Linked DNA regions of Mus musculus: region 2 is linked to region 1. Evidence: chromatin contacts called from public promoter capture Hi-C data. All regions are on one chromosome and are shown on one strand. Each heading gives the region's core, a stretch centred on a gene start, on an enhancer-like site or on the middle of the called end of the contact. The rest is flanking DNA. Distances are from core to core; before and after follow the strand shown. Region 1 holds the start of Lgals9 (lectin, galactose binding, soluble 9). Region 2 overlaps Gm30470 (a long non-coding RNA gene).

Evidence for each region. Promoter capture Hi-C pulls out the DNA fragments that hold promoters and counts their contacts.
Region 2: a promoter capture Hi-C map of liver shows a contact between it and region 1, with 2.9 times the contacts expected there. The contact joins the enhancer-like site here to the promoter of Lgals9 in region 1. A contact is called at or near these places in 23 of 39 promoter capture datasets (the 3T3-L1 cell line, 3T3-L1-derived adipocytes, the C10 cell line and 14 more), 2 of 15 datasets of contacts at CTCF or cohesin (CD8 T cells and pro-B cells), 23 of 484 Hi-C or Micro-C datasets (B cells, the C10 cell line, CD8 T cells and 19 more), 20 of 115 datasets of contacts at active chromatin or transcription factors (the 230-238 cell line, the HPC-7 cell line, T-cell acute lymphoblastic leukemia and 12 more) and 4 of 9 other capture datasets (adipose tissue, embryonic stem cells, liver and 1 more).

What each region holds. Positions count from the first base shown.
Region 1 is chr11:78,983,399-78,986,343 of GRCm38.p6, reverse strand. It overlaps Lgals9 (lectin, galactose binding, soluble 9), which reads left to right and starts at 1,420. Exons shown (of 10, transcript NM_001159301.1): 1 at 1,420-1,566. The coding sequence starts at 1,528.
Region 2 is chr11:79,227,978-79,230,922 of GRCm38.p6, reverse strand. All of the region lies in intron 1 of Gm30470 (a long non-coding RNA gene), which reads right to left. Among named protein-coding and RNA genes, the nearest start is that of Gm30470, 4.8 kb to the right of the region's middle. Within about 2 kb of position 1,487, at least 52 of the 459 cell types and tissues checked have an H3K27ac peak or open chromatin away from gene starts, as enhancers often do. A contact at or near this core is called in the HPC-7 cell line, acute myeloid leukemia, granulocyte-monocyte progenitors and 3 more, where this site is marked.

The DNA.
Region 1 (2,945 bases), core at 171-2,670:
GTCCTGAATGAGTCCAGGTAAGTCTGTTTTCCTGGCTCCCCAGTCCCACCCCCACCCCAAACCTGTCCTGCAATTCTTTGCTTCACTGATTATTTCCCTTAACTCATAACCTAAGCTGCAGGAGCTGGGTTTTGGTTTTGTGTTTTTGTTTAAGGCAGGGAAAGGCTGGTGATGTAGTTCAGTTGGTGGAGTGCATGTCTAGCTCATAGGAAGCCTTAGGTCCTAACCCCGGCACCATCAGGTAGAGGTGAGTCATAGGTATAATCCAAGCACTTGGGAGGTAGAGGCAGGAGGATCAGAAGTTCAAGGTTGGGGCTGGAGAGATGGCTCACTGGTTAAGAGCGCTAATTGCCCGAAAAACAAAAACAAAACAAAACAAAAAACAAAGACAAAAACAAAAAACCAAAAAAAAGAGCACTGACTGTTCTTATGAAGGTCCAAAGTTCAAATCCCAACAACCACATGGTGGCTTACAACCATCTGTAATGACATCTGACATCCTCTACTGGTGTGTCTGAAGACAGCTACAGTGTACTTACATATAAATAAAAAATAAAAATTATTAAAAAAAAGAAGAAGTTCAAGGCCATCCTTGGCTACATACTGGGTTCAAAGCCAGCCTGGTCTACATGAAGAAAAGGAGGAAGTGGGGAGGGAGGAAAGGAGGAGGGAGCAATTATGTATGTTGTAGACTAGGCATGCTGGGAATTCATGATGGGTCATCTCTCCTGGCTTCAAAACTATTTCAAATATTTCCTAGGGTCTCCTCCCTTGTCACTTGGAATATTCTACTGTGTCCAAAGTATGTTTCCTCTTCTTACCCCAAAACAGAGGGACAGAGGGGAGAGACAAGGAGAACAGACAAATTCACAGGCAGATGGCAATGAAGTTCCCAGGGCCCCCACATAGTCCACATTAACAACCTCAGCGGTGGTGTGTTTCTTGCAAAATAGCTCTCCATGGTTAAGCTTTCACACCAGGGAGAGATGCTTCTTGGAAGCCTACAGCATCACAGAGATTTCGGAGTGCCCGTAAGGAGTTGTGTAACCTTGCTCATGCTGCCCCTTGGTCTTTCTGAGCACTGTTTTCTCTGCACATACAAAGGTCTGAGGAAGGTCTTTTCCACGGATGCCCACCCAGAGGACAAATGAAGGCTCAGCTCTGCTAGATGGGGTGAGGAAGCAGGCTCAGAAGCACAGCCACTTCTGGCCGAGGCTGTCGAGGAACGCCTGCTGGCCATGTGACTGGTTCTCTGGGCAGAGCACAGGAAGGGAAAGTCAAGGCAGAGCAGGGAACACCCAGTGTCCACTGGTCCTAGGTCCTCCCACTGAGTCCCACCTCCAGCCCTCCACCCTGACATCAGCTTTCTTTTTCTCTAGACACTTCCCTCAGCCACTGAGCTCCTCCCCTTGAAGAAGTGCCAAATAGCTGTGGTTTCTGTTTCCTAGCTCAGCCCTGCCCTGCGCAGAGTTCTGTCGTCCACCATCGAGTGAGGAAGAGAGCATTGGTTCCCCTGAGATAGAAGAGATGGCTCTCTTCAGTGCCCAGTCTCCATACATTAACCCGGTGAGTTGTGGGATGCAGTTGTGGGGTGATTGAGGAAAAGCTAACGGCCACATCCAGGGGAAGTTGCTCTGGACCTGTGGGGAAACAACGGAGTGGCACAGATAGAGGGTGGGGTGTCCTGCAGACAGCACATAAGGGACAAACATGCCAGGCATGTCAGCTGGGTCATCCTGATGCAGCTCGTGTCTCATGCTAGGCTTGCTGTGCCTCTGAGGACCCAAGGGTGCCACTCACTATGATTTATGAGGTGAATTAACATGTGCCTGTTCCATGCTACCTGGTAGCATCTACAAAGGAAGGAGACGGTTTATATGATGATGTGGATGGGCTTGTTGGGGGTGGGGGGAGGTAGCAGGTAGCAGATATTCACATGACACTTAAAGTGTCTGCCTTAGAGAGGATCTCTGTTCAGCCATTTACAAACTAGGTGATGTCGCACGCGCAGTACTTTCTCCTCTCTGTATCTGTAAAATGGAAATAATACTTAGTCTGTCTCCTGAGGTTAAAACAAGGAGAAAGCAGATAGCACACGTGGGTGTTTAAACAGCACCTGGAACATGGAGGTGTCTTGGGAGTGCACGGGAGGGGAACAGGGAAGCCCTCCCCTCTGTTCTCCAAGGGCCACATCAGAATTCACCCAAGAACACTTCCAGAGTGTGTGCAGACAGGCAAGTAGGGACTGTCTTTTAGTGCAGGGTGCAAAGGGCTGCCTTGGGCTCCTTTTTCCACCCCCTGTCTATAGGTGGTTTTGTTTATACACTAGGAAGCTTAGTAGCCACACTGTAAGTGGAGACACTGAGACTTTGAGAGGTCGAGGCCTTGCCACATGTCCTCAGATGGTGGGTGACAGCGAAGGAAAGTGCTTTTCCCAGAAGAGGGGATGCTCATGGGGAGATGGCAGTAATGGAGACGAAAGTGATGCTCCCAGGAACCTTCTGTAGAGTCGCCGTGTGTGCAGGTGGGAGATAGCAGGGTCTGTAGGTGAGCTGGCTGCCAGAGCCCAGCGTCAGAGCCTGATCTAGCACGGCTCTGGGCTTTGCTTGGGGCTACCAGTGTCCTCAGCCACAGGGTTAAGGCTTCTAACTTGGGACCTGCATGGAAGGTAGATGGGAAAGCTAGAAGGGACTGTCCAGTGTCTCTGTGGGGCCTTCAAGGGCAGGACGTGTCACAGGGGCATGATACACCCACTCTGGTTTCCCACCAGGCAGAGCTGACAACTTGAATTTAGAAAGTAGACTTTTCCCAGCACTAGGGAGGCAGAGGCAGGCGGATTTCTGAGTTCAAGGCCAGCCTGGTCTTGAACAGTGCCCCATCTTTAAAACAATCAGAAAAAAAAAATGAAGGAAAAAGCAATATTTTCAATTATGAAGGGAAATCCT
Region 2 (2,945 bases), core at 238-2,737, 240 kb before region 1:
TACTTCCTAATCTGCCACCTTGTGAACAACTGTGGCCTCGTGTTCCCACCGTCATGCCTTCTCTGCCTGCTGGACCAAGTGACACAGGATATTTGTCCCTTAAGTTGATTCCGTCAGGAGCTTTGGCCACGGTAACATGAAAGTCCGTGACACGCCCCATTATACCTGCCTCTGCAGAGGGGTCAGGTTTCCTCTTGGATGATATTATATTATATTGGTAGAGCTGGGCAGAGAACCAGCCGACTCGTGTGAGCCTTCTGTGCTGCAAGGGTCTGCAGTAACTGGAAAGTGGTCAGGAAACCCACAAGTCAGAGGTGGCCCCCTCACCCCACCCCATCCCACCCCACCCCGCTGCCTCTATTTTCTCTCAGCCTGTTTTGTTTTCTTCAATTTCGTCAGGCCCCTTCGGTGGTGCCGGATAAGCTGCCCCAGCTCACTGCCGTCTTGCCACGGAATCCTACGCGATCTCATTTCTTCACCCCCTCCTTGGACTTTCGAATAAAGCCCTGTTTCAAATAAGTTAATCATTCTTAGATGTTGATTCCTTGTTTAGAAGCCAAATTCCTCACACCTGAGGAGATTCTGTCGCCTTCTCACGGGAGCTGCTGGCGCCTGGCTTTTGGGTCAGAAGGACTGATCAGGAACCAGACCCCCGGTCCCGGTTGGGCAGACATGAACATAGCCCGAGCTGGGAGGTTTGGATGAGAGACCTGGGGGCCACGCACCCAGCTTGTGCTGTGTGGAGAAAGCAGATCCCTCAACTGGGTCATGCTGCTCAATGCTTGGCCAAAGCCAAGCTGGCTGGGCTCGGTCCCATCTGGCTCCCAGCAAGAGGGTGTGCATATAGCAGTTTGGCCAGATGCCACACTCCATAGACGGCTGCCCAAAGGATGTCGCTGACATGGTGACTGAGGCTGCTATCCTGAGGAAGACTCCTGTGACTGACTGCTCAATTGGCTGTTGAATGATGTAATAATGTCTCCACACAAGTGGCATTGGCTCTTCCTTCCTTTCTGCAGTGCTGAGTCCTGGCAGCTACTTGACATGTGTTACCAACATTGGTTGAGCACTGACCACGGGTGCATTTTACTGTTCCTGCTGCTGGTCAGCAGTTCTGGGAAGTTTTATTGTTTTCCTTTGATGTCTGTGCAAGCCATGAGGCTAACTCCCTCCTCTAGGTGGAGGCGGTCACATGATCTCAAGGTCCAAGATGGTGCTGAATGCAGACTCCTGTTTTTTCTTCATAATGCTTGTGAGCGGATGCTAGGAAGAAAACAGCCAGGCTCCGCTGTGTCTTTGCCAACACCTCCCCGCCTTTCCCGGGGAGGCCAGCCATGATGTCAGGCTAACCCTTCCCCAACACACCCTACCCTTTTCACTGGATTGTGGAAAAAAAAAAACAAAAACAAACAAGGATTACCCCTGAATATAACGAGGCAATTGAAATAACCACACAGAGTGACTGTGGTCCCTGCCCTTTGCTCGGTGCCCAGGGAAATTACACCGGAGCTTGGCTAGGTTTTTGCTCCGCTCTGCTGTCCTTGGGTACACATATCACTCAAACAAATCATTTTTATTGCCCATGTGACAAATCTAACTCAAGCAGGCTGTAGCAGGATTCTGCAGGGCTGGGCTGGGCTGAAGGCAAGAAAAGAAGTAAGCTGGCCTCGAAACTCCCCTCGTTGATCAACACCTGACCAAGGCCGCAGGAGCCTCTTGTACCAGCAAGATTGGCCTCACTGGTCCAGAGATGACCTGGACAGAGTCCTCGAGGCTGGAATGGACTGGATGTAAGTTCTCTGTGTCAGCTCACAGATGCTCTTGATGGAGTGGACCAAATCCAGAACAAGGCAGGGCCGGCATCGTCATCAGTAACAAAGCTCAGTCATGCTTGTCACATGACCCTGAGGAAAGTTAGACTTTAATTCTTCTCCCAGAAGCCAGGCGCCATATCAAATGCTTGTGAAGACAAGGCCACCCTGATGTAAATGAGACCCTCTCTCAAAATAAAACCATCCTTTACATTAAAAAATTATTCATTTGGTGAGAGGTTTGAGACAGGGTTTCTCTGTGTAGCACTGGCTGTCCTGGAACTCACTTTGTAAACCAGGCTGGTCACAAACTCAGAGATCCACCTGCCTCTGCCTCTGCCTCTGCCTCTGCCTCTGCCTCTGCCTCTGCCTCTACCTCCTCCTCCTCCTCCCAAGTGCTGGGTTAAAGATGTGCACTACAAGTACTCAGCTAAGATTTGTGTGTGAGAGTGTGTATGTGTGTGTGGTGTGTGAGACAAGCAAGCCATATGCAAGTGGGTGCTCTCAGAAGTCCTAAGGGGGCACCCAACCCTCTGAAGCTGGAATTACAGGCAGTTGTGAGTCATCTGACACAGGTATTGTGAACCTAACTGGGATTCCCTGAAAGAGAAATAAGAGCCATCTCTCCAGGCCCCTTCCACCATCACATTTTAACTGAAACTAAGATATATTTTGTAATCAGCATGGTTTTCAAAAATCCTCATGGATGTGGTAGCATATAACTGTAATTCCAGCATTCAAAATCAAAACAAGACAAACAAACAAAAAAATCCCAGCATTCAAGAGACTAAGGCAAAAGGATAAGAAGTTGGAGGCAAGCCAAGTGTGGTGGCGCACACCTTTAATCCCAGCGCTTGGGAGGCAGAGGCTAATCTGGTCTACTGAGCAAGTTCCAGGGTGGCTGGGAAAACTCTGTCTTGAAAAATCAGAGGAGGAGGAAGAGGATGATGATGAAAAAGAGGAGGAAGAAGAGAAGGAGGAGGAAAAGGAGAAGAAGGGAAAGGAAAAACAAAAAAGAAAATTGGAGATAATCTGAACTCCAAGTAAAACTTTGAAAACAAAAAACAAACATAAATCTCTCAGCTGTCACACACTAAAATGACACATTAGCTACAGTGATGTGGATAAAAGTCA